7 separate regions of the Mus musculus genome follow, and all the other regions are linked to region 3. The links are chromatin contacts, called in public HiChIP or PLAC-seq and promoter capture Hi-C maps. All regions are on one chromosome and are shown on one strand. Each heading gives the region's core, a stretch centred on a gene start, on an enhancer-like site or on the middle of the called end of the contact. The rest is flanking DNA. Distances are from core to core; before and after follow the strand shown.

Evidence for each region. Promoter capture Hi-C pulls out the DNA fragments that hold promoters and counts their contacts. HiChIP or PLAC-seq counts read pairs in DNA pulled down with a chosen protein or histone mark. Capture Hi-C pulls out chosen DNA fragments and counts their contacts.
Region 1: a contact with region 3 is called in a promoter capture Hi-C map of liver, with 2.2 times the contacts expected there. The contact joins the promoter of Rabep2 here to the promoter of Sephs2 in region 3. A contact is called at or near these places in 4 of 39 promoter capture datasets (hippocampal neurons, liver, neutrophils and 1 more) and 1 of 115 datasets of contacts at active chromatin or transcription factors (bone marrow-derived macrophages).
Region 2: a promoter capture Hi-C map of liver shows a contact between it and region 3, with 2.6 times the contacts expected there. The contact joins the promoter of Eif3c here to the promoter of Sephs2 in region 3. A contact is called at or near these places in 2 of 9 other capture datasets (adipose tissue and liver).
Region 4: a promoter capture Hi-C map of liver shows a contact between it and region 3, with 2.4 times the contacts expected there. The contact joins the promoter of Apobr here to the promoter of Sephs2 in region 3. A contact is called at or near these places in 1 of 115 datasets of contacts at active chromatin or transcription factors (embryonic stem cells) and 2 of 9 other capture datasets (liver and pancreatic islet).
Region 5: a promoter capture Hi-C map of pancreatic islet shows a contact between it and region 3. The contact joins the promoter of Kat8 here to the promoter of Sephs2 in region 3. A contact is called at or near these places in 2 of 39 promoter capture datasets (the C10 cell line and hematopoietic stem and progenitor cells), 1 of 484 Hi-C or Micro-C datasets (B cells), 1 of 115 datasets of contacts at active chromatin or transcription factors (microglia) and 1 of 9 other capture datasets (pancreatic islet).
Region 6: an H3K27ac HiChIP or PLAC-seq map of embryonic stem cells shows a contact between it and region 3, with 3 times the contacts expected there. The contact joins the promoter of Prss8 here to the promoter of Sephs2 in region 3. A contact is called at or near these places in 2 of 39 promoter capture datasets (embryonic stem cells and second pharyngeal arch cranial neural crest) and 1 of 115 datasets of contacts at active chromatin or transcription factors (embryonic stem cells).
Region 7: a contact with region 3 is called in a promoter capture Hi-C map of liver, with 2.8 times the contacts expected there. The contact joins the promoter of Tufm here to the promoter of Sephs2 in region 3. A contact is called at or near these places in 2 of 115 datasets of contacts at active chromatin or transcription factors (kidney and pancreatic cancer cells) and 1 of 9 other capture datasets (liver).

What each region holds. Positions count from the first base shown.
Region 1 is chr7:126,427,250-126,430,307 of GRCm38.p6, reverse strand. Rabep2 (rabaptin, RAB GTPase binding effector protein 2) reads right to left here and starts at 1,541. Exons shown (of 13, transcript NM_030566.2): 1 at 1,152-1,541; 2 at 523-732. The coding sequence starts at 1,176.
Region 2 is chr7:126,564,755-126,567,869 of GRCm38.p6, reverse strand. It overlaps Eif3c (eukaryotic translation initiation factor 3, subunit C), which reads left to right and starts at 1,504. Exons shown (of 21, transcript NM_146200.1): 1 at 1,504-1,522; 2 at 1,651-1,791; 3 at 3,102-3,115. The coding sequence starts at 1,691. It overlaps Gm25579 (a small nuclear RNA gene), which reads left to right and starts at 721; the gene lies at 721-826.
Region 3 is chr7:127,272,487-127,276,000 of GRCm38.p6, reverse strand. Sephs2 (selenophosphate synthetase 2) reads left to right here and starts at 1,942. Exons shown (of 1, transcript NM_009266.3): 1 at 1,942-3,514. The coding sequence starts at 2,082. The coding sequence ends at 3,440.
Region 4 is chr7:126,583,137-126,586,380 of GRCm38.p6, reverse strand. It overlaps Apobr (apolipoprotein B receptor), which reads right to left and starts at 1,373. Exons shown (of 4, transcript NM_138310.1): 1 at 1,313-1,373; 2 at 1-1,005. The coding sequence starts at 1,369. It overlaps Cln3 (ceroid lipofuscinosis, neuronal 3, juvenile (Batten, Spielmeyer-Vogt disease)), which reads left to right and starts at 564. Exons shown (of 18, transcript NM_001146311.2): 1 at 564-1,086; 2 at 2,101-2,207; 3 at 2,934-3,078.
Region 5 is chr7:127,910,600-127,914,018 of GRCm38.p6, reverse strand. It overlaps Kat8 (K(lysine) acetyltransferase 8), which reads right to left and starts at 1,502. Exons shown (of 11, transcript NM_026370.2): 1 at 1,277-1,502. The coding sequence starts at 1,487.
Region 6 is chr7:127,928,404-127,931,571 of GRCm38.p6, reverse strand. It overlaps Prss8 (protease, serine 8 (prostasin)), which reads left to right and starts at 1,459. Exons shown (of 6, transcript NM_133351.3): 1 at 1,459-1,774; 2 at 1,998-2,015. The coding sequence starts at 1,690.
Region 7 is chr7:126,485,636-126,488,850 of GRCm38.p6, reverse strand. Tufm (Tu translation elongation factor, mitochondrial) reads right to left here and starts at 1,496. Exons shown (of 10, transcript NM_172745.3): 1 at 1,361-1,496; 2 at 1,069-1,263; 3 at 425-591; 4 at 97-201; 5 at 1-14. The coding sequence starts at 1,403. Gm46001 (a long non-coding RNA gene) reads left to right here and starts at 2,337. Exons shown (of 3, transcript XR_001778288.1): 1 at 2,337-2,369; 2 at 2,520-2,691.

The DNA of each region.
Region 1 (3,058 bases), core at 292-2,791, 850 kb after region 3:
AGGAGAACAGGAAAAGGCAGAGGACCTGGGACCAAGAAAGCTGGTGTCTCCCAATCCACAGAGGCCATGAGACAGAGGGGGAGAAGGAAGGAGATGCATGTATTTGTGTAGGGTGCTGTAGGGATACCTGGGAAGGAAGGGAAATCATAGGACTAAGCTCAGAGACAACAGGCTGAGTTTCGAGCCTCGAGGCCCAGAGGAAAATGAGGGTGGTTCAGAGAAATGCGAAGTTTCTGGCTCGTATTCTGGGCTGATCTTATGTCAGCAAGAACAAGAAATGATACCCATGGGTATCATGGGTAAAGATGATTGCTACACTTAGCTGTGACTGACAAGAGTTGCTGACAACACTTGTGGTGTTTCTCTGCAAAATAGAAAGGGGCACTCAGGTTCTGGGACACAGTCTTTTCTCTGTTGAGCTACCTGAAGCTCATCTGAAGCCCTCCTCGCCCTGCATTCCCTGCTAGAGGGGCGCAGGCAGACAGGCTGTCGGGTGGGTTGTGTTGGGAGCGGGTGCCTCACCTTTCAGGATGGCCTGCAGGGAGGCCACCTCCTCTTGGCACTGTCTCTGCACTGCAGCCACTGCCTCCGCCTTGGTGCTCTCGCTCACCTCAGCTACAGCCTTCATGGTTTCCATTTCTGCCAGGGCACCGGCCAGTTCGGCACGAAGCCGACTGAGCTCACTTGACTCGGATGCATCCTTTTGCTTCTCTTGGGGCTGGGGATCCAGCGCTGTGGGGAGCGGGGAGTGGGGGGGACAGTGACCAAGATTTATTCCCACGGCTTGCCGATCTCCTAACACCTCAGGCCACCCAGCAGTCCAGTAACCCAGTCCTACTCTCCATCTACAAGGACCTCATCCCATTCCCCTGGTCCTGCCCCTCCCGGAGTCCCAACTAACTTGGCTCGACCGTCCAATCCCTTCCAGTGGCCCCGCCTCGCCCCCTTACCTGCCCCACCCACAGACACACCCACCGTGTAGGCCACGCCCACCCCGGTGGGCGCTGTGCCCCGCCCCCTTCCCGAGCCTCCGCGCTGGCCGGCTGCCGCCAGCAGTCGCATTCGGCTCCGCCCCCAGCCCCCTGCTCCCCACGTGCGCAGCGGCGCAACTCCCGCACCGATTCCTGGCCGCCGGTGCCCCCGATTCTCACCTAGGGTTGCTGGCGCAGCTGCCATCGTCTCAGCCCAAACGGCGGATTCCCGCACTCACTGGTGATGGCACTCCCGCTTCCGGGTCCGCTCGGCTGTTTCCGGATCCGCTCGGCTGTTTCCGGATCGGCTCTGCAGGGGCCGCGGGGGGTGGGAGGGCGGGATGGTCAAGAGACGCCGACTGCACTCGAGTGGACGCGCGGCCTGGATCCCGCCTTTCTTGCAGCCTCGTGGGACCGCCCCCGCGCTCCCGCGCTCCCTGGAAGCTCCGAGGGCTTCGGGTCTGCGGTAGTCTTCTCTGGTGCTGAGGATCTGCTGAGGCTCCACTCGAGGCCACCTCCTGGAACGCCTGGTCTTAGTCCTAGAGGACGCTGCGCGCGGCCTCCTCCTTCCCTCCGCCCGGCCGCCCTTCCGCCGTAACCCGACTCGCGTTACTGCGAAGTGTGCCCGGCCCGCCCAGCATCTCCGCCCCGCGGGCCAGGGCTGGGTTGGCGTTCTGAAGCTTGGCGCAGTCAGTGGCAGAGGTGCGAAATCTACGTGTCTCCAATCCCATTTTCATATGGCTTCCTGCAAATCTCTTTCTCCACTCCCAGGGCTGTAAATCTTTCAGCCTGGGTCTGGGTCAATCTCTCATTATGTATGACCTCTCGCTTTGGAGAGTCACAGCAATTCAAACAAGTACAGAGCCTGGGTCCCCCTGCCTCCAAACCGGTTTTCTATAAAAGACTTTGAACCTGGAAGTCCTTGATTCTTTGTGGTCTCCTTGGAATGCACACCAGTGTACTTATACCAGGATGCCTTCCTCATTTCTCCAGCACTAACACCCAATCGTAGTACCCATCACGCCTGAACTAGCAAGATAACCCTTATCTCCTCCTCCTATGTGCCTACTGGTGGGCTTTTAGTGTTAGAGGGAGCCCACTACAGATTATCCCCAGACAGCCTGTGGTGGTTTGAAAATGCTTGGCCCAGGGAGTGGCACTATTTGGAGGTGTGGTTTTGTTGGAGTGGGTATGGCCTTCTTGGAGAAAGTATGTCACTGTGGGTGTGGGTTTTAAGACTCCCTCCCGACCCCCACCCCCGGCTGCCTGGGAGCCAGTCTTCTGTCTTCAGAACAAAATGTTGAACTCTCAGCTCCTTCTGCATAATGTCTGCTTGGATGCTGATATGATCCTGCCTTGAAAAATCTCATGAAAGAGATTTATTGGAGGGTCCTGGGTGTGAAGAACAAATCCAGGGGTGGCTGCCCTCTGTTCCCAGGAGCAGACAGCACGGAATTAAATAGAGGGCAGAGCTTAGATAGGATTTCTTAGGGGTGGAGCTTTTCAGGGCAGAGAGTTCCAGATTAAGGATTGGTGGGATTTCAAGTCCTGACTTTGGGGAGCTCAGGGATTGGTGGGGTTTTGCGGGAAGCCCAGAGATTGGTGGGTTTCCCTGCTTAAGGATTGTTGACTCCCCCCCCCCCCCCCCCCGCCTTCCTTTTTTCCTGCATCTAGGCTATGGGTTAAGGTAGGAAGTCCTTCCTGGCCACAGCCGGCTTTTACTGAGGCACCACCTCTGTAGGGCCGCTGGCGAGGCTGGAGAGCTCCTGCTGTAGTAATTCACCAAGAGTGTAGGCCGAGGCAGGAAAGGCGTTACCACCGTGGACAGCTCCTGCTGAGGTGGGGGCGGGGGTAAGGAAATGCATCCGAGTGGACAGCTCCTGTGATGGCTGCAGGCTGAGAAGGCCTCCTCCCTGCCACCATTTTGACAGGAGCTGGCATTTTTGATAGCTTCTGCGAGGGCATTTTATTGTGGCTGGGGTTGACTGCCGCTTTGACATCTTTTGCGGGATGCCATTGAGGGACTACATTGTGGGTAAAAGTATTTGCTGTGGGAGCCCGATGACATCGTTTACAGCTTCAGCACC
Region 2 (3,115 bases), core at 255-2,754, 710 kb after region 3:
AAAACGGACCTAATCCTGGAAGCTGAACTCTGGCAGGCAACATGCATACACAAGAGACTGGCACTGGGGCCACGCTGAGGTAGGCACACAGACATGCATACACTGCCAGCAGGCTAGCAGGCTAAGGTGAAGCCTCAGGCCTCTGACCTCAAGGCCGTCTTTATATAAAACCCACCCAACAGTGCCATTTTGCTAGAATTATACTTCACTGTTTATTTTTGGGCACCCCAGACATCAGTTGGTGAAATGCTTGCCTAGTATGGATCTAGACCCTGGGTTCCATACCCAGTACTACAAAAATCTAGGCCTTGTATGTTGCAAAGGCCACTAGGAATTGGGGGAGGTGGGAGGTGGTAGGGTGGTAGTCAGGGGAGGTGGTCAGAAGACAACTATCAGGAGTTGTTTTTTCTATTCTGTGGCCATAGGGAACTAACTCAAGTTCTTACGCTTGGTGACAAGTGCTTTTTCATCTGAAACACCTCGTGGGTCCAGTGGCTAGCTAGTATATGCTCATTCTGCACAAGGTACTGTCCCACACACATCATATGTTCTCATTTTATTTTCCTAATATCAAATGAACAAGTGCTATTATTCCCCTTTGTTTGTAGCACAGGGAGAAGAGCAGAGAGAGATTAGAAGTTAGAAAGTTTGCCTAAGAAAACGGTAAAGACAGGATTCCAACACTCAAGATCTATGAAGTTTGCTTAAACCTGAGAAACCATGCTCTCTTCTGAAGCATATATATTAAAATTGGAAAGATAAGGTAAGATTAGTATGGCCCCTGCACAAAGATGTCACACAAATTTGTAAAGCGTTCCGTATTTTTAAAATCCTTTTCTAAAACAAAACAAAACAAAACAAAATGACAACAACGACACTCCTCCAAAACCTCGCAGGACATCGGCATCAAGCTGACACCAGCCCTTAGATTCTTACTCTGAAGTTAAGATGGGCGGCCAGAATACTTTTTGTTTTTTTGTTTTTTTTTTTTGTTTTTTGTTTTTTTTTTCGAGACATAGTTTCTCTTGGCTGTCCTGGAACTCGCTCTGGAGACCAGGCTGGCCTCGAACTCAGAGATCCACTTGTTTCTGCCTCCTGAGCGCTGGGATTAAAGGTGTTGAGCCACCTCCGCAGGCTTCAGAGCTTAGCTTTTTTTTTTTTTTTTTTTTTTTTTCTTTTTTTTTGGCCCAGTCTGGCCTTGAACCCATGATCCTCCTGCTTCACCCTTTCTAGTGTAGGGAATTACAGACGTGCACCATGGGGCGGTTACTAAATTCTATATTGTCAGTCTTGCAGCCTAGTCCGGGCGGTCCTAGTGAGCAGCCAGTCAGTCTTAGTTTAGATAAGATTTAGAACCTCGGCTACTAATTCGTCCCAGGCCGTGTATAGCGCAAAGGCCACTGGGAATTGTAGTTATTTAGCGCATTCTTTGGTGCTTCCGGGAAGTGACGCCCCCCCAACCTTTTCCTCTTCCGGCGTCGTGCCTGTCTCACCTGCTCAGAGGGACTCGGCAGCTTAGCTGGTTCGTGTCTCTTGGGCCTCGTGCTCCGTGGAGGGCAAGGGGGAGGCCGTGCAGGCGGGAACGGGGGTCCGGGTCGGGAGATGGTAGCCGCGGTTGCCCCCAAACCCTGACGCCGCGGGTTTCCTCAGGTTCCGGCCGCGAGCGCCTCAGCCCTTCAGCGCCGTCGCCATGTCGCGATTCTTCACCACCGGCTCGGACAGTGAGTCGGAGTCGTCCCTGTCCGGGGAGGAGCTCGTCACCAAACCGGTCTCCGGGAACTACGGCAAACAGTGAGCTGGGGGCGCGGAGGGGACGGGTTTGGCGGGCTGCGGGGGCTCGGGTGGGCGAGCGGAGCCATGGGCTGGGCGCGTCTGAGAAAGGAGCTCTCGCAGCGAGCTGGGGGAGCCCTCGGCGTCCTCGGTACCGAGGAGGAGGAGAGGTTTTCCGTTGCTTAGTATTGCATCAGCTCTTAAGGCCTCCAAGTCTGCAGCCTCGTAACTCCTGCCCACATTCCATCTCTCGCATCCCTTCCCGCCCCTTGACTGTGGCTTTCGGAAACTCCCCGTATCGTAAATCTTCCCACTAAGCTTAGTCGTTATGATTTGTACTCATGGAGGGAAACCCTCAGTGCTTGGTTAGTTTGGCCCTGAAATCCGGTCGTTTGGCTCTGCGTGCCAAATGCTAAACACTGCTGTGTTCATCTTTATTTACTGTCTTTTTCTCGATCTCTGTAAATTAAAACTTTTTGAACTTTGAAACAGTTCTCAAAACAACATTGTTTTTGCTGTGTACCTGAAGGGTTTTAAGACATACTTACCTCCACAGAGACTTTTTTTTTTTTTTTTTTTTTTTGGTTTTTCAAGACAGGGTTTCTCTGTGTAGCCCTGGCTGTCCTGGCACTCACTTTGTAGACCAGGCTGGCCTCGAACTCAGAAATCCGCCTGCCTCTGCCTCCCGAGTGCTGGGATTAAAGGCGTGCGCCACCACGCCCGGCGCTCCACAGAGACTTGTAGAGAATTGTAGATGAATATCCAGACATATCCATGTGACTGCGATAGCATAACACTGTCCAAAGTGGAAAAACTATCACTTGTCCCATATTAAAAAAAAATTGTCAGGAAAAGTTAATACCATGGAAAGAAAATAATAGAGACACTGTTGCTAACTGAATGCTTTCACCCATTATTGAAAAAAATACAATCAAAGAGAGTGTTAGAATTCACCAAAACTAGTGGCCTCTCCTATTTTGGGAAATGTTTCTTTTTAGAATCTGGCTAGGTACCAGCTCCTTGGAGCTTTTCCCATTTGTTAGAGTTAGGGGGCCTTTTGTCTGCTGCTTTCTTAGGTACTTGTAGCCATATGTGCTGTTAGACAGTTGTCTCATACAGTCTATAAGCCTTCTGTTACTTGTTCTTGGGGACATTCTTGTAGATACTGTCAGGGTTTACAAGAGACCTCATTTAGAGTTGCAGCTGCTTAAGATGAGTATGAAGAACAAGGATCAGAGAAGAAGATGGTATGCATGCCTCGGTTCTCATCTGATAAGAGAAATAACACTAGCTAAGACTGAAGGGTAATGGTCTCTGTTCCTTTCATACAGGCCTTTGTTACTGA
Region 3 (3,514 bases), core at 693-3,192:
CAATGAGTGGTCTCTGGAGCAGACTATTGGATTGTGATTCTGTCCCACTCTAATTGGTGGTGACCTTGAACAGGGTCACCTGCACCTCATACTCTTCCTTTTCCTTTTTTTTTTTTTTTAAGATTTGTTTATTGTACTTATATGAGTCCACTGTAGCTGTCTTCAGACACACCAGAAGAGGGTGTCAGATCCCATTACAGATGGTTGTGAGCCACCATGTGGTTGCTGGGAATTGAACTCAGGACCTCTAGAAGAACAGTCAGTGCTCTTAACCACTGAGCCATCTTTCCAGTCCCCATATTCTTCCTTTTAAATAAATGTTTTATTTTAAGCCAGGCAGTGGTGGCCCACCCCTTTAATCCCAGCAGTTGGGAGGCAGAGGCAGGGAGACCTCTGTGAGTTTAAGACCATCCTGGTCTACAGAGTGAGTTCCAAGACAGCCAGGGCTCCACAGAGAAACCCTGTCTCTATGACATGTGTGTGAGGAGACCAGAAGAGGGCTCCACGGAGATCCTCCTGCCTTTGTCTCCCAAGTGCTGGGGCTAAAGTCATTTGCCACACCATCCAGTTGTGAAAATCTTGACAACTTCACTTAGATTCCACGAATCCATGTAAAGGTTGGGGAGAGCCAAGCTACACAGTCATCCCCGGAAAGCCACACGCACCATCAAAGACAGCAATAATACAAAGATTCATTTACTTTTATTTTGTATGTGTAGGAGTGTTTTGGCTATATGTTTGACAGGGAACTGTGTGTTCCTGGTGCTCTCAGAAGCCAGAAGAGGGACATCAGGTCCCCTGGAAACTGGAATTACGGATGATAGCCACCATGTAAGTTCCAGGAACTGAACCCAGGTCCTTTGCAAGAACAGCAGGCGCTCTTAACCACCTACCTACCTCTCCAGCACCTATTTTAGGCTTTTTGAGACAAGATCTCACTGTGGAGCCCAGGCTAGAATGGACATCATTGTCTTCTTACCACAGTTTTCCAAGTACTGGGATCACACAGTGGAAAAACCTATTCATTTATTTGGTTTAGGGTTGCAAGCTGTAGAACAGGCTGGCCTGGAACTCACTATGTAGTACTATGTAGTACAGGCTGGCCTGGAATTAACAGTCTCAGTCTCTCAAATGGTGGAATTACAGGCATAAAGCCACTACTATGAGTTTAGCATTTATAATTTCAGTAGACATTGGCAAACCCCCCTGCCTGGATCTGAATTCTCACATATATTAACTTCAAGAAATAGAGACATCTTAGCACAGAGTAGCCATAAATAAATAATAAATTAGCTTGCACTGAAGATGCAACTCACTGCTGCCAGATAATGGCCAAAACAGTACCCAAACCTGTGCAGAATTTTTAAGTCCATGTGAAACTTCACAACATCAATTGTGCAATTTGCTTATGCAATCATAGTATTTACTTTGTGATGTCCCCTTTCTTCCCCTAAACCTCCCCTTAAAGTATTTTCTTAGCCTAGATTAGCTTTGTGTCCTGTCAAATGACCCTAGGACTGTTCTGACCTTGGGGCTAGCCCAGTGCCAGAGCTTCCTTCCGTAAGTAATTTATTCTTTGGTAAAATGATTCCAAAAACAGCAGACTTCTGCCAGCCAACTCCAAGACCAGGTTCCCAGGGCGGAGGGGGGCGGAGGGGACAAGACACGCACGGGTAACGTGGCTCCCACCTGTAATAACAGCACTTGGAAAGCTGAGACAGATCGATGGACTCGAGTTCGAGTCCATCCTGATCTGCGTTCCAGGCCGGTTACAAGGGGTTCACGTGATGATCTCGCGGGGACCGGTTGTGCAAGCAGACGGTTAATTTGTAATACACCTTTTTGAGTAAAGGAAGCCCGCCTCTCGGTACGGGAATCGTCATTGGATAGAGCAGCTGTCAATCACGCTGTATATAAATAGAGGCCGCGCGGCGCTCCGACAGGCAGCGTGGCTCGAGTCCTCCGGTCCGGCTCGCGTGGTTGATCATCTCCTGGCGTAACCTTGGCCCGCTGTGGCTGGGAGACTCATCTGCAGGTATCTGGGCCTTCTGGTCCGCACGGCCTCCCGGGCGAGCGGCGCGATGGCGGAAGCGGCGGCGGCGGGCGCCAGCGGAGAAACCATGGCGGCGCTAGTGGCCGCAGAAGGTTCCTTGGGCCCGGCGGGCTGGTCTGCCGGCCGGAGTTTCTCCAACTACCGGCCGTTCGAGCCCCAGACACTGGGCTTCAGCCCGAGCTGGCGGCTGACGAGCTTCTCCGGCATGAAGGGCTGAGGCTGCAAGGTCCCCCAGGAGACCCTGCTCAAACTCCTGGAGGGACTGACGCGGCCCGCGCTGCAGCCCCCGCTTACCTCGGGTCTGGTCGGGGGCCAGGAAGAGACGGTGCAGGAAGGGGGCCTGTCCACCAGGCCCGGCCCCGGCTCAGCCTTCCCCTCGCTGAGCATTGGCATGGACTCCTGCGTCATCCCCCTGAGGCACGGAGGCCTGTCGCTGGTGCAGACCACCGACTTCTTTTACCCCTTGGTGGAAGATCCCTATATGATGGGGCGCATAGCTTGTGCCAATGTGCTCAGTGACCTCTATGCCATGGGTATCACTGAGTGTGACAACATGTTGATGTTACTCAGTGTGAGCCAGAGCATGAGTGAAAAGGAACGAGAGAAGGTGACACCGCTCATGATCAAAGGCTTTCGTGACGCTGCGGAGGAGGGAGGCACTGCAGTGACCGGTGGACAGACAGTGGTCAACCCGTGGATTATCATCGGTGGCGTTGCCACGGTGGTGTGTCAGCAAAATGAATTCATAATGCCTGATAGTGCCGTGGTAGGAGATGTGCTGGTATTAACCAAACCTTTAGGAACCCAGGTTGCTGCCAATGCCCACCAATGGCTGGATAATCCTGAGAAATGGAATAAAATCAAGATGGTGGTTTCCAGAGAGGAAGTAGAGTTAGCCTATCAGGAAGCTATGTTCAATATGGCTACTCTAAACAGGACTGCTGCTGGCTTGATGCACACTTTTAATGCCCACGCAGCCACGGATATCACAGGCTTTGGCATATTAGGACACTCTCAGAACCTGGCAAAACAGCAAAAAAATGAAGTGTCCTTTGTCATACATAATCTGCCAATAATTGCCAAGATGGCTGCGATCAGCAAAGCCAGTGGGCGCTTTGGCCTCCTCCAAGGAACGTCAGCTGAAACCTCTGGGGGATTACTGATTTGTCTGCCAAGAGAGCAGGCGGCCCGCTTTTGTTCGGAAATCAAATCTTCCAAGTACGGAGAGGGTCACCAAGCTTGGATCGTTGGCATCGTGGAGAAGGGAAACCGGACAGCCCGGATCATTGACAAGCCTCGCGTTATTGAAGTTCTACCTCGGGGAGCCTCTGCTGCTGCTGCTGCTGCTCCTGATAATTCCAACGCAGCCTCTGAGCCTAGTTCTTGAAATGGAATAGCGGTTGTTGGGAACTCGGAGCCATTCTACCCGCTCAGGGACTGCTGGCCAGGGTTGATTTTAAG
Region 4 (3,244 bases), core at 124-2,623, 690 kb after region 3:
CTCCTCTTCAGCTATGTGGCCTTCAGTCATCTCTCCAGTTCTCTCAGCCTCCAGGGTCTGGATCGGAAACCTAACTTCAGCCTCTCTCTTCTCGTCGACCTCATCCTGCTGGTCTCCCTTGTCAGCCTCTTCTAGGACCCAGACTCTCCCAGTAGTTCCTGGGAAGTTGTCTCCTGGGTCTGACCCGTATTCTGTTCCCTGAACTCCTAGGCTATCAGCCCCCTCCCTGTCTGAGACTGTCCAGGCCTCTCTACTCAACATGGCCTGGTCCTCAGACTCGGCCCCGGGGCATTGTGTCCCCTGTGCCCTTGCCCTTTCACCATCCCTCATTGGGACCATCCTCTCCTCTTCCTTGTCAATCCCTTTGGCACCAAACCATTCGATTTCTGCAACCATGTCTTTGGCCACCCAGTCTATCTCTTTGCTGTCCTCTGTCACATGCTGCCCCTCAGTGCCAGCATTCCCCCCAGGCTCGCTGTGCCAGGTTGGCTGTGACTCCACCCCCTCGGCCATCCCTGACTCTGCTGCTCTGACCACCTCCTCCTCTTCTTCCTTCTGTTCACAGGTTCTCAGAGGCTCCCCACTGCTTGCTTCCTCTTCACCGTGCTCCCAGATCTCCTGGGCTGTATTACTGCTCCTGTCTCTGTGAGTCCCAGGCTCTGCCTCAGGCTTCAGTGGGACACTTGGCTCCTGGCCCCTGGCATCCTCAGCTGCCTTCCAGGACCCAGTGTCCTGCCTTTCTGCTTGGGGCCTTGCAGAGCTATCTGCTCTCCACCCCCAGGTCTGTTCACCAGCTAAACTTCCTTCTTGGCATCTTCTAGTCTCTTCGGGTGCTTCTACCCCCTCACTCTGGCCACTTCTAAGTCCCTCCAGTACCTCCTGGGCTTCCTCTCCTACAACCTTCCCCTCAGTCACCTCTCCCAGTTCCTCAGCTGCCTGTGTCTGCCTCTCTACTGTGGGGACTGTGTCTCCTACGAGGTAGGACACAAACGCACTGAAGGAGTCCTAGAAGAGAAGAAAGAAGAGTGAAGGCACTCAGGGGAGGTCTAACCACTTCCCCAGGAGTACACTGTTAACAAAGCCCAGGTAAGAATCAGGGATCTGGACGTCTGCTAAGGGACCCCGACAAGGCCTAGCTTGAATAAGTGGGTACACTTGTAGAGGCAGGAGATTGAAACCCAGGAAGGACTGGGCTAGGAGTCTGGCTGACTGTAGGAAAGGGAGCTCAGGCTTCAGGAGAGGCTGTAAGGGAGAGGAAAGGTGAGACTACGAGGAATGGTGGAAGTTTCGGGTATCTCTCTGCCCCTCTCACCAGTGCTCCCCTCAAAGCCTGATGTAGCCCAGGGAGACGAAGCCGGAGAAAATCCATCCTGCAGGTCTCTGTGTGTCCAGAAAGCTCACAATGACCATCCGTCCCCACCCACGAAGTCCTCCCCAGCACCCAAGACACTTCCTCTTCCCCTGACTCTCCCTGACAAATCTCCACCCCAGGCCCTGTGCACCTCCCCCCTGCTCATGGATGACTTCATGACAGGCAGGGGGATGGCTTAACAGTGTCCAGGTGACTCAGACTCGGGTGCACATCTGGAACTAAAGGGCAGAGGATCGGGCCAGAAAGGGGAAAGGGAAAAAAAAAGTGGAAACAGGAGACCTCAGAATTGGGTATGGGGGAGGGGGCATTCGGCAAGTGCAGCCTGAGTGACTCAGGTCTTGTATTCGCACCTCAGCCATTTCCGCCTCCTCCAAGCCACAGCCTTCAGTGAGAGGAAGCTAGGGTTTGTGGTTCCTGATTTATTTGGGGGAGAAGCTGTAGAAGTGAGGATAAGGCCACTGGAAGTTCTGGGTTCCCATTTTCAACGCCATTAAGATTTTTCTGGGGATGAAAGGTCTGGATTGGTGCTCAATGCCCACACCCTCACCTATGGTTATTCTTGTACTGTGGTCATGTGTCCTCACAGCTTACTGTGAGTTCCTTAAGGACAGAGGCTGCAGAATTTCTAGAGACTCGTTTGGGTAGGAGGATCCTTTTTCTCACTGTTTGAGTGATCTAGGAAGAACACCACAGGAGGGCATATTTCAAACGGCAAATCTTAATGACAGGTGGTTGAAAAGACCCGGGAGAAGTGGGCAGAGGCTGCTGGAATCCATAGCAGAGGAATAGGCTTGATGAAGAATGGTCAAGATGCTGCCCTGCCATCGAGTGGAAGGTAAGGGAAGGACTCCTTATTTGGAACTGTGAGGTGACACATTCCAACTATCCTCTCAGCCTCATTCTCCTAACTTCCAATTAGGACAAACGGCTGACATCACAGACCAGGAAAAACACCCATAGCAGCTTTCTCAGTGAACTTAGCACCTTTGCTCTATTTCTTACTGCTGAGTCTCTGAAGTCAGCTAAAAGTCTAGCCTCTGTTGCACAGTGGGGCGGAGGGACCTTGGTTTTCTCTTGTAAAACCAGGGGTTGGACAACTTTCGTGGTATTTGTTGTTCTAGGATAGTAAGGCAAAGGGGATTTAACCGTAACATCGTGAATATTGCCACAGATAATTCATAGAATGCTGTTTTGTGGGTGTTTATTTTTAATCGATCTACTCTCAGCTACTTCCCAGATGCTTATTATAGGTCTTTACAATAGGTCTGTAAGGACAACAGATAACACTTGAGGCTGGTCGCCTTTGCGCTCAAGCAGAACTTGTCCTTGGGACGTTGGGTGGGGTAGTGGGACATCCGCAGCAAAGTAGCCATAATTGTTTCAGGCAAGTAAGAGCTGCAGGAAAGAAGCTGAAGCCTTCCGCGCCATGACTAGTACTGGCAGATTTGGTCGGCGTCTAGAGCGCCGCTTTTCATGGCTCTACTTGTGGCTCCCTTCGACTCCAATTCAAAATCAGTGCTTCCAGCGTTCTCTCGAACTCTCCTTCTTTTATTCTCCGAAGTTTGAGAAGTCCAAAGGCGAAAAAGAGAAAAAAGGACCCGGAAGTAAGAAGCAACCCTCAAGCACGTGATGGAAGGCTCACGGGTACTGTCACGTGACCCCCAACCTGCTCGTCTACCTTGCGGAGAGTTCAGCTGCTCTTAAAGGTACAGGCCTGGGGGCGGGGGCTTTGCTTTAGAGGGGCAGGGGGCGGGGTCAGGCGGGTGGGGCGTGGGTGAACACGAGCTGGAGATCTGGGGATCCTTCGACGGACATGTCGTGTATAGCAGACAGCGGAACCTGGGACTGACCGCGGGGCATTGATCCTTCGCA
Region 5 (3,419 bases), core at 253-2,752, 640 kb before region 3:
CGACTGCTTTTCCGAAGGTCTGAAGTTCAAATCCCAGCAACCACATGGTGGCTCACAACCACCCAGAATGAGATCTGACTCCCTCTTCTGGAGAGTCTGAGGACAGCTACAGTGTACTTACATGTAATAAATAAATAAATTTTAAAAATAATAATAAAAAATAAATAAATAACTTTTTAAAAAACAAAAATTAAGAGATGAGTAAGAGCTAGCCAGGAAGACATGAGATTACTTATAGCAAGAGCAGGTGATAAAAGGCACATAAACACATAGTTTTGGCGGGCAGAGCAAGATTGGTCTGGCAATAGCCCTTACTAGAAGTGCCTAGAAACTGGAAAGGTCTCAGACACCTTTAATCCCAGCACTTGGGAGGCAGAGGCAGGCGGATTTCTTCTGAGTTCGAGGCCAGCCTGGTCTACAGAGTGAGTTCCAGGACAGCCAGGGCTACACAGAGAAACCCTGTCTCGAAAAAACAAAAAACAAAACAAAAAACAAACAAACCCAGTCTAAGGAGTTTAATTATGTTTTGAGACAAGGTCTCTCTATGTAGTCCTGGCTCTTCTGGAACTTGCTATGCAGACCAGGCTGGCCTCAAACTCACAGCCTTCCCAGGGCTGGGATTAAAGGTGTATGCCACCATGACCGACATTTATTCGTTTAAATTAGATGTATTTATCGTATTAGGGGGTGGGGGATACTCTTATATGGATTCTGAGGGCAAACAGTAAGAATCATTGTCTCCTTCTACCATGTGGGTCCTGGGGACAGAACTCAAATCACCAGACTTGGTGACAAATACCTTTATGTCCTGAGCCATCTCAGCTCGGAGTTTATTTTGAAGCCAGCAGCTTGAGGTTTATTTTGAAGAGGGAAAGAAAAGGAAGAAAAGATAAGGAAGATAAGGAAACGTGTTTTTAGGAACTGGGCTGTCCTCTTTGCTGGCGATGAGGGGGCAAGAGAAATGTAAAGACAGACAACAAAACACCAATGAAGGAACAGATATAGCAAAAAAAAAAAAAAATGAAGCCTGAAATCGAACCAGAGTGAATGTTCACAGGCCAACTCTGTATTCAGCTGACTGGTGGCTTTACAGGTGAAAACAAGCATGGCCTGACTCCAACCTCCAATTACAAAGTGGGCTTCTCAGCTCCCGAAATCCCGCCTTCTTACCTGAGTCACCACCCTGGCCCCAAGACTCCCAGCCCCACAGAGCGCCCATTCCTAGGCCATGCCCATTCCCTAAATCCCGCCCCTAGGCCCTGGGCCCCGCCCTCACGCCAGGTGCTATCCGGCCGCCGGCACAGGTACGTTTCTCCGATCTCCACGGTGACTTCTGGTTCGCCACGCGCCGGAGTCGGCGGAGAGACCCGGCCCGGGGACCGGGCAGGCCCCTCGACTGCTGCATTTTCCCCCGGGCCGGGCTCTCCCTCCCCTACAGTTCCTGAAGTTGTTGCAGCAACTGCAGCTGTAGCTCCCTGTGCCGCCATTGCTGTGCCGGAAGTGACCGGCCAGAGAGCCGCTTTTATTTCCGGATCAGTGGGGGCGGGCATAGTCTTGCGTGTTGGAGGTGGGGAGGTTGTGACGTGGCAAGGTTTTGTTTTGTGCGTACTGCGTGTGGCTGTTGTTGCTAAAAATTGGCCCAACTTGAGACAGGGTCTAATTACAGTCCTAACTGACCTGGAACTCGCTATGTAGACCATACTGGCCTCGAGATCCACCTGCTTCTGCCTTTTGAGTCCTGGTATTTAAAGACGTGCACCGCCACACCCGGACTTAGCTATTTTTGTGGAGTTGTTTGTTGTGACATAGCCCGGGCTGCCTACACACTTGCTGACCTAGCTCCTCCTGCCTTGGGTTCCCGAATGCTGGGATTAAAGGCGAGCATTCCTATTTCTTGAGAAAGGTTCTCAGAGGCTAGCCTGAAATTCATTGAACGTGCAGCAGTATCCTGGGGATTACAGTTGTACTCTATCACTGAATTAAGTTTTATGGGATGCTTGGGGCCAAAACCCAGGGCTTTTTATATGCTACCCACTCTATATTTGCGTCTCTCGCTCAGGGTGGGAGCAAAAACCAGTTGAGACAGGAAAAGAACAGGTGTGCCAAATAAACTACCTTCAAAATAAACTTACTCACTCTTTCTCTCTCTTTTTTTTTCAAGACCGGGTTTCGCTGTGTAGCCTTGGTTGTCCTGGAACTCACTCTGTAGACCAGAAATCTGCCTGCCCCTGCCTCCCATGTGCTGGAATTAAAGGCCTGCACCACCACTGCCCGGCAACTTCTTTTCTCTTAAGAATTTCATGTAGCGGGGCTGGAGAGATGGCTCAGCAGTTAAGAGCACTGACTGCTCTTATGAAGGTCCCGAGTTAAGACCCCATGGTGGCTCACAACCATCCATAACAAGATGTGACACCCTCTTCTGGAGTGTCTAAAAACAGCTACAGTGTACATGTATTTACATATAATAAATAAATAAATCTTTGAAAAACAAAAACAAAAAACCTCGAGCGTGGCCAGGGAGAACCTTGAGTGGTTGTCTAACCTCCACCTTTCAAATGTTGAGGTTAGGATGGCACCACACCAGGTTCATGCACTGCTAGAGATTGTACCCGAAGCTTCATTAATGTTAGGCAAACACTACCACTGAACATCTCCAGCCAAGAAGGGTTTGAGCAGGGAGACAGTGCCTGGAGAATCTGTAGTGACACTCCTCCAAGTACAGAATACCAATTCTCTGAGACTCAGTAAAGGTTAAACCATATATACATATGGTTAAGTCATAGCTTTATATAAGCTATATAGCAGCATTCAAGGTAAACTTATTGGTAGATGAATTGGAGTAACACATGTCTAATTTGCTGTTTAACTTCACCTTTCTACACACACACACACACACACACACACACACACACACGTGTTTTCCTTAATTACTGTATTGGGGCACCGGACACCTTTAATAGCTTGCCCAGTGCATACTACTTTAGGAACTGCGTTGTGGGCGAACTAGTCGATGAAAAGAAGCAGCACTGTAAGACCTTTGTTTTTTAGGGATGATAATGCCAGCCAGTTCCTCCTTAGCTGGCTTACTGGAATAAAGCTCCTTTTCTCACGCTCTATTGTTGAGACTGACTGGCTCCTGCCACATGGTTTTACGTACCCAGCATGCACTGGTAACTTTTACAGTAGCACACAACAGTGTGTTGAGTCAGAGTAGGGCTGGATAAACATCTCATTTAGACATTCTCTGAAAGTTCTTTGATTCATAATTTGGTGATCAGTTTTCATAAGGTTTCTTTTTTTTTTTTTTTTTTTTTTTTGGTTTTTCGAGACAGGGCTCCTCTGTATAACCCTGGCTGTCCTGGAACTCACTCTGTAGACCAGGCTGGCCTCGAACTCAGAAATCTGCCTGCCTCTGCCTT
Region 6 (3,168 bases), core at 210-2,709, 660 kb before region 3:
TGCCTTTCTGTGAACTCCTGTGCCCTGTTACTCATGTGTACACACACATGCATGCACCAGCACAAGCAAACTCTGAGGCTGCTGCTCTCCAGCCTGTCTTGAGGCAGGGTTTCATGAACCTGGACCTTGCTGGTTCGCCTAGACTGGCTGGGCAGCAAAGCCCCAGGGTCTGCTGACTCCCACCCAGGACTGTCCTGGGGTTGCAGCTGTGAACCGCCACACTCACACTTTACAGAAAGCCAGGGATCGGAACCTGGGTTTTTATGGGCCTGCACGTGGGAATTGCTTTACCACCGAGCCTTCCCTAGGCCTTTCCCTGAACTCCTACCCTACCTACTTCACAACACCCCGGCTTTGTCTTTATTTATTTATTTATTTATTCTTTTTTTTTTCCAAGACAGGGTTTCTCGGTATAGCCCTGGCTGTCCTGGAACTCACTTTGTAGACCAGGCTGGCCTCGAACTCAGAAATCCCCCTGCCTCTGCCTCCTGAGTGCTGCTGGGATTAAAGGAGTGTGCCACCACATCCGGCTTTTTTTTTTTTTTTTTTTAGAGATTTTTCTCTATGTAGCCTTGGCTATCCTAGAATTTGCTATGTAGACCAGTCTAGCCTCAAACTCACAGACATCTGCCTGCCTGTGCCTCCGTGGGACAAAGCACAACTGGCTTTAAAGACACGTGCCACCACACCTGGCCTAACTTTGCCAGTGTTGTTTGGTTGGCATCTTTCCATGCCCTCTGAGGATTTGGTTCCCAGCGTTGTTCTTCCACGAGCCCTGCAGCTACTGTGCAGTTGAGAGTCCCACTAATTGGGTCTATATCACAGCTCCTAATTTGAAATGATTAATCAATAATTGCCTTTTGTTACTTGATTCGAGTCTGACATCCCCACTTCATCATCATCTTAAGGAGGTCATAGATGGTACAGTCTGCCACTTGTGCCGGGTGCACAGATAGGTACTTAGCAAATACTTACCGGATGATTGTCAATAGCCAGCCGTGCTCAACACCTGCAGGAAGGTGTTTCTACAGAGGGCCTGCCACGAATGGCTTTGGCCTGGGGCATTCCCCCATGCTAGTTTTAGATACCTGGCCTGAGGAGGGATGGGAAGGGCTGAGCAGCGGCTGTGGCCCTACCTTAATAAGGTCTAGACCAGGCCAGGTTGTCGGGGAAGAGGGGACTAGGAGTGGGGGGAGGGGGGGTGATAACTGAGTGACCAATAAGACCTGGGGTACTTGGCTGGCCCTTAGGGTTCCCAGTCCTGCCTGGGACTGCTTTCTGACTGTCCAGGATCAGTTTTCCTGTATCAAAAGCACCCACTGCGAAAGGATCCAGGAAAGGACCACAGAGGCCAGAAGCAGGAAAAAAAAAAGCCTGCTTTCCGAGGAGGAGGAGGAGGGCGTGGCTGAGGGAGGAGCCCACAGGTGGTTGGCTCCTGAAGTGCCTGGAGAGGTCTCTGTTGACCAAATTGTAAGGCAGAACAGGTCCACGCTGGTCACTGCAGAGAGACTAAAGGTGTGTCCCGTCTTCCCCCTGGCCATTTTCTGCCGAGAAGCCTGCTTCACCTTCCCAGCCTAGATCCTGGGATTCCTCACTCTGATCCCACACCTAGATCCTGCCTTCAAAACCAGCCTTCTGGTTCTTCCCTTTCTACCTAGGGGCTCCTTCGGGGGGCCCTTGTCCTAGGCCATGGCCCTAAGGGTGGGCCTGGGACTTGGGCAGCTGGAAGCTGTGACCATTCTGCTCCTTCTCGGATTGCTCCAGTCGGGAATCCGTAAGTATGGATCCGCGGGAGGGAGGGTTGGAGAAGGAGCCCCGGTGAGAGCAGGCTGGTCCCCGTGTAGACTGAATTCGCGAATCTCCGTGTTCCTACCGTCTTCCCCTCTTCTCTTGTTAGTCCCCCAAACAAGGAATCACCCTATGGGGAAGCGGTTGGCGTGAAGGGCTCTGGGGACTCAGGCCTCCCTGCCAACTCCTCTCTCTTTCTTTCCCTCCAGGAGCTGACGGGACTGAAGGTGAGGCTTTCTGCGGGAGTTGGGGGAGTGAGGGCACAGCGGCTCGGTGTCCCCTGGCGGGTTGTAGGAACACTTGTCGCCTAGCTGGGCTTGCACTTAGCCACACTAAGTGTCCCAACAGCTCTGAGTGTATGGAATCTTGGCTCTTGTTTTATGAGGAAACTGAGGTAAAGAGATGCAGTGAGCTGTCCGCGGGCATAATCGAAGCCTGACTCTCAGTGTGGGTAGGGGAGGTGGCTCTGAGAAGATCAGCTCCAGTGTAGACTGGTTTCCGGTCTGAGCATAACTATCTAGTAGCCTTGTCTCCTTATCTTTCAAAGCTCCAGTTTCTTTGCCTTGAAAAGCTGTTCAGTTCTGTTCTTCTAGGGCTGTGAGGAAGACCGGGAGATTGGGAAGTGAAAGCCCCTTGGAGCCTAGATGCGCCTCAGCTGCAGTCTGAGTAGTAGCCATTGTCAGGATTGTGAGGGAATGAAGGAAGAATCTAGCTAGGTGTTTTCTCTGCCTACTGCTAGCTTGGGGGGTGGGGGGAGCGGCTCAGGTCCCCAACCTGAGGAATCCAATTTCCTTGCAATGTTCAATCACACCCCTAGTTCTCCTGTGCTCAGCAGATGGGGAGAGGGTGGAAACAGGTGTGTCTCTAGGTAACGCTCAGGTTGGTGCAGTTGGAACAGTCATAGGCATGAGAACAGGTGTCAGCCAGCCTGGACTCTGTGGAGAGGGCCCTGGAAGCTGAGAGCGACACCTGTGACCTAGCCGGCTGATCCAAACATGCCATGGAGGGGCTGTGCCCGGATGGCTCTCTAGCCTAGTGGAGAAAGGCTGGAAAGGCATTCAGAATAGAGTGACTGGTCTTAAAGGTCCAGTGGTAAGGAGTGAGTGGCCCAGTGGCTGTGACAGGAAGCGGGGCTGTGTGATAGTCAGAGGATAGTGGCATATGTACCTGCAATTTATTTTTTTTTAATTCTTTAAAATTAAGTGCCGGGCAGTGGTGGCGCATGCCTTTAATCCCAGCACTCGGGAGGCAGAGGCAGGCGGATTTCTGAGTTTGAGGCCACTTGGCCTACAAAGTGAGTTCCAGGACAGCCAGGGCTACACAGAGAAACCCTGTCTGGGGAAAAAAAATTAAGTGTTTTGCCCTGTGTGTCACATGAAT
Region 7 (3,215 bases), core at 247-2,746, 790 kb after region 3:
TGTTCTACCCCAATCTGCAGGCAAGACAAGAGACTGAGCAACTCTCCTGAGCCATCTGACGTCTCACGGATGTCCATCCCACTCAGACCCCAGTACCTGTTTAGCTAGCAGTAAGTGCTCTCGGGTCTGGGGCATGGGGCCATCATTAGCTGCCACCACCAGGATACAGCCATCCAGGGGGGCAGTGCCTGTGATCATATTCTGGGTGGAAGAGGAAGAAGGTCAGCTTAGTTCAGGGACCTCTTCAACATGCATCCTCTAATGAGAAGTAGCTGTGAAGATCTCCATCTCTCTGCCATGTCTTCACCACCCACAGCCACAAATCCTTGTTCTTATATTCAAACACCGCCACTATTTTATAACCTCCCCCCCTCACACCTCCACTGAACGGAAGCAGGTGCTGGCTGTCCCCAGCAACCCTCACCTTAACATAATCTGCATGACCAGGACAGTCTGTGTGGGCATAGTGTCGGGCAGCAGTGCTATACTCCACATGGGCTGCATTGATGGTGATGCCCCGAGCTCGCTCCTCTGGGGCATTGTCTATCTCCTCGTACTTCTTGAACTTAGCTCCACCTCCCTCGGCTAGAACTACCGGAGGAAGAGAACACACCTCTCAACTCAGGGTCAGAGCTACAGACAAGGCTCGGGGCACACGCCTGAACCCCTCATACAGAAACAATCTGGAAGGATAAATCTCTGTTAAATCTCAATTCTAGGAAATCTCAAATGTAATTCTAGGAAAGATAACTTTGTAAGACAGTGAGAGAATTTCCTAAGGTGTGTGCTCATCACAGACGCTTCCAATTCTTCGCTGACAGCATCTCTTTACAGACCACTCTACACTGGATGGAAACCATTCACAGTTTTCATTTTATGCCTCACAGAGCTCTTCCTGTACAGGGAAACCTGTCTCCTGCATCTTCCCACCAGCCTTCGTCCCAAGTGTCTCTTGGAGCCATGCTAAAGTTCAGCGGACTACAAGACACCCACCCTACGCTCTAGTTCTGACTCTTCCAGCTGACAGGACATTGCCCGACGCCTCCAACCCAACCCAACCCTACTCACTTTTCGTGATGGCTGCAGTCAGGGTGGTCTTGCCATGGTCCACATGTCCGATGGTACCCACATTCACATGGGGCTTGTCGCGTACATAAGTCTTCTTGGCCTCCACAGCTAGGCCGCGACACAAGAAGGGTGATGCGGGAGCCTTCAGCGGCCGCAGCCGACCTTGCAGAAATGGGGTCGGGCTGGCGCAGAGACCTGCGGGGAAAGGCACTTGGGAGTCAGGGATCCGAACCCAGCTACCCTCCGCGCCCCTCGCAACTCCGGGCTGCCTGCGTCCAACCCGCCCCCTCACCGCTGAAGCGGGGCGTCGCTCGCAATAGAGTGGCTGCCGCCATTGTGGTAGTACTCGGTGACCGGGACCGGGAACTAGGCACCCGGGGCCCGCGCGTGCAGGGAAGGACGGGCACTTGGGACTGCAGATCACTTCCGGCGGAAATGAGGGTCCGGACAGCGAGTTTAGGAGCCTCTAGCAGACAGTTTCTATGGCCACGGCCACTGATATCCGGGCATGGAGCGGAAGAGGGGGTTTCTGGTGTCTCGCGGGGGACGATGGGGAATTTCCACAGTTCAGCCTGAGGGGGCCGCTTTAGGAGGAAAATGCGGAGCGCCCCATAATGCACGAGCGCCCCCGAAGGCTTATGGGTGTTGTGGTTTCCAGGGCAGCGGGCTTGGGTCAGTTTGTGACAGGCTTTAGCTTCGCCTGGGTTCGGTCCAGAGAGAAGATCTCCCAGCCTGTAAGAGGCAAAATTAACGAGAGTCAGGGATGGAGTCCCGGGAGTTCCAGTCCTTGGCCATTAAATAACTGCCCCCATATCTCTTGCAGGGATCCTGTGCTTTCTAACATTTTGAAGTCAAACCCTCCTCCCCCAATAGTCCTTTGGACGCTTGACAAGCAGTTTTCTTTCCTTTTTCTTCCTTCTTCCCCACTACCTTCCGAGACAGGGTCTCCTTGGCTGGCCTATGTAGACCAGGCTGGTCTTCCAGCTCTAGAGAAATCTCCTGTCTCAGTGCTGGGATTAAAGGAAGTTTTTTTTTTACTGTTAGTTGAATCTTTTGTATACCCAGCAAATGTTTGTTCCCTAATGAATAAGTGGTTTTTGTTTTTGTTTTTTTTTAAGATTTATTTATTCTATGTAAGTACACTGTAGCTGTCTTCAGACACACCAGAAGAGGACATCAGATCTCATTACGGATGGTTGTGAGCCACCATGTGGTTGCTGGGATTTGAACTCAGGACCTTTGGGAGAGCAGTCAGTGCTCTAAACCACAGAGCCATCTCTCCAGCCCCCTAATGAATAAGTGTAAGTATAGTAATGACTTTTAACTGTCACATTCATCTTTTCGCACAGCTTCTTCAACTCTCACAAATAATAGAAGCTTCTTAACTCTGTCTTTCTTTCTGAAATTTACCCTATCAGCTTAATTGACAGTATCTTTTCCAAATGCTGTAGATTCCCTCATTCCATCCCTAGAGAGATGTCTAGGCACAAGCAAGCTACATCACATCTCTTCTAAAAATCAAGTGGAAGGAGATACAGGTACACACTTGTGACCCCAGCACTTAAGACACTGCAGCAGGAAGTCCAGTCCTAAGGCCTGAGCACAGATTGAAACTCTGAAAAGGTAAAGATAAAGGACAATAGAGTGTTACTGGAATCTTGTGCTAGACTCCCCTCAGTCTTTGTGATTTTTTTTTTTTTTTTTTTATCTAACGAATCCAGGCTGGGCAGTGGTGGCACAGGCCTTTTTAATCCTAGCACTTGGGAGGCAGAGGCAGGAGGATTTCTGAGTTCGAGGCCACCCTGGTCTACAAAGTGAGTTCCAGGACAGCCAGGGCTACACAGAGAAACCCTGCCTCGAAAAAAACCAAAAACCAAAACCAAAAAAAAAAAGGGGGGGGAGAGAAGAAATGAGGCAGTTTTACAGGGAGCAGGTTGTAGAAAGAGACCAAGCTAGACACAGTGAAGACAGAAGGAGCCAGAGAGTGAGAAGGAGCCAGAAGTCCAGAACAGATTGCCAGAGTGTTAGTTTGAGGCCAAGCAGAACAATTCAGGAGAAACTGAGAAAAGCCAGAGTGAATCAGTCAGCTTGATGAGGAGTCTGAGCCAGAACTGTTAAGTTGAACTAGCCAGCCAGACTTCAGAGAG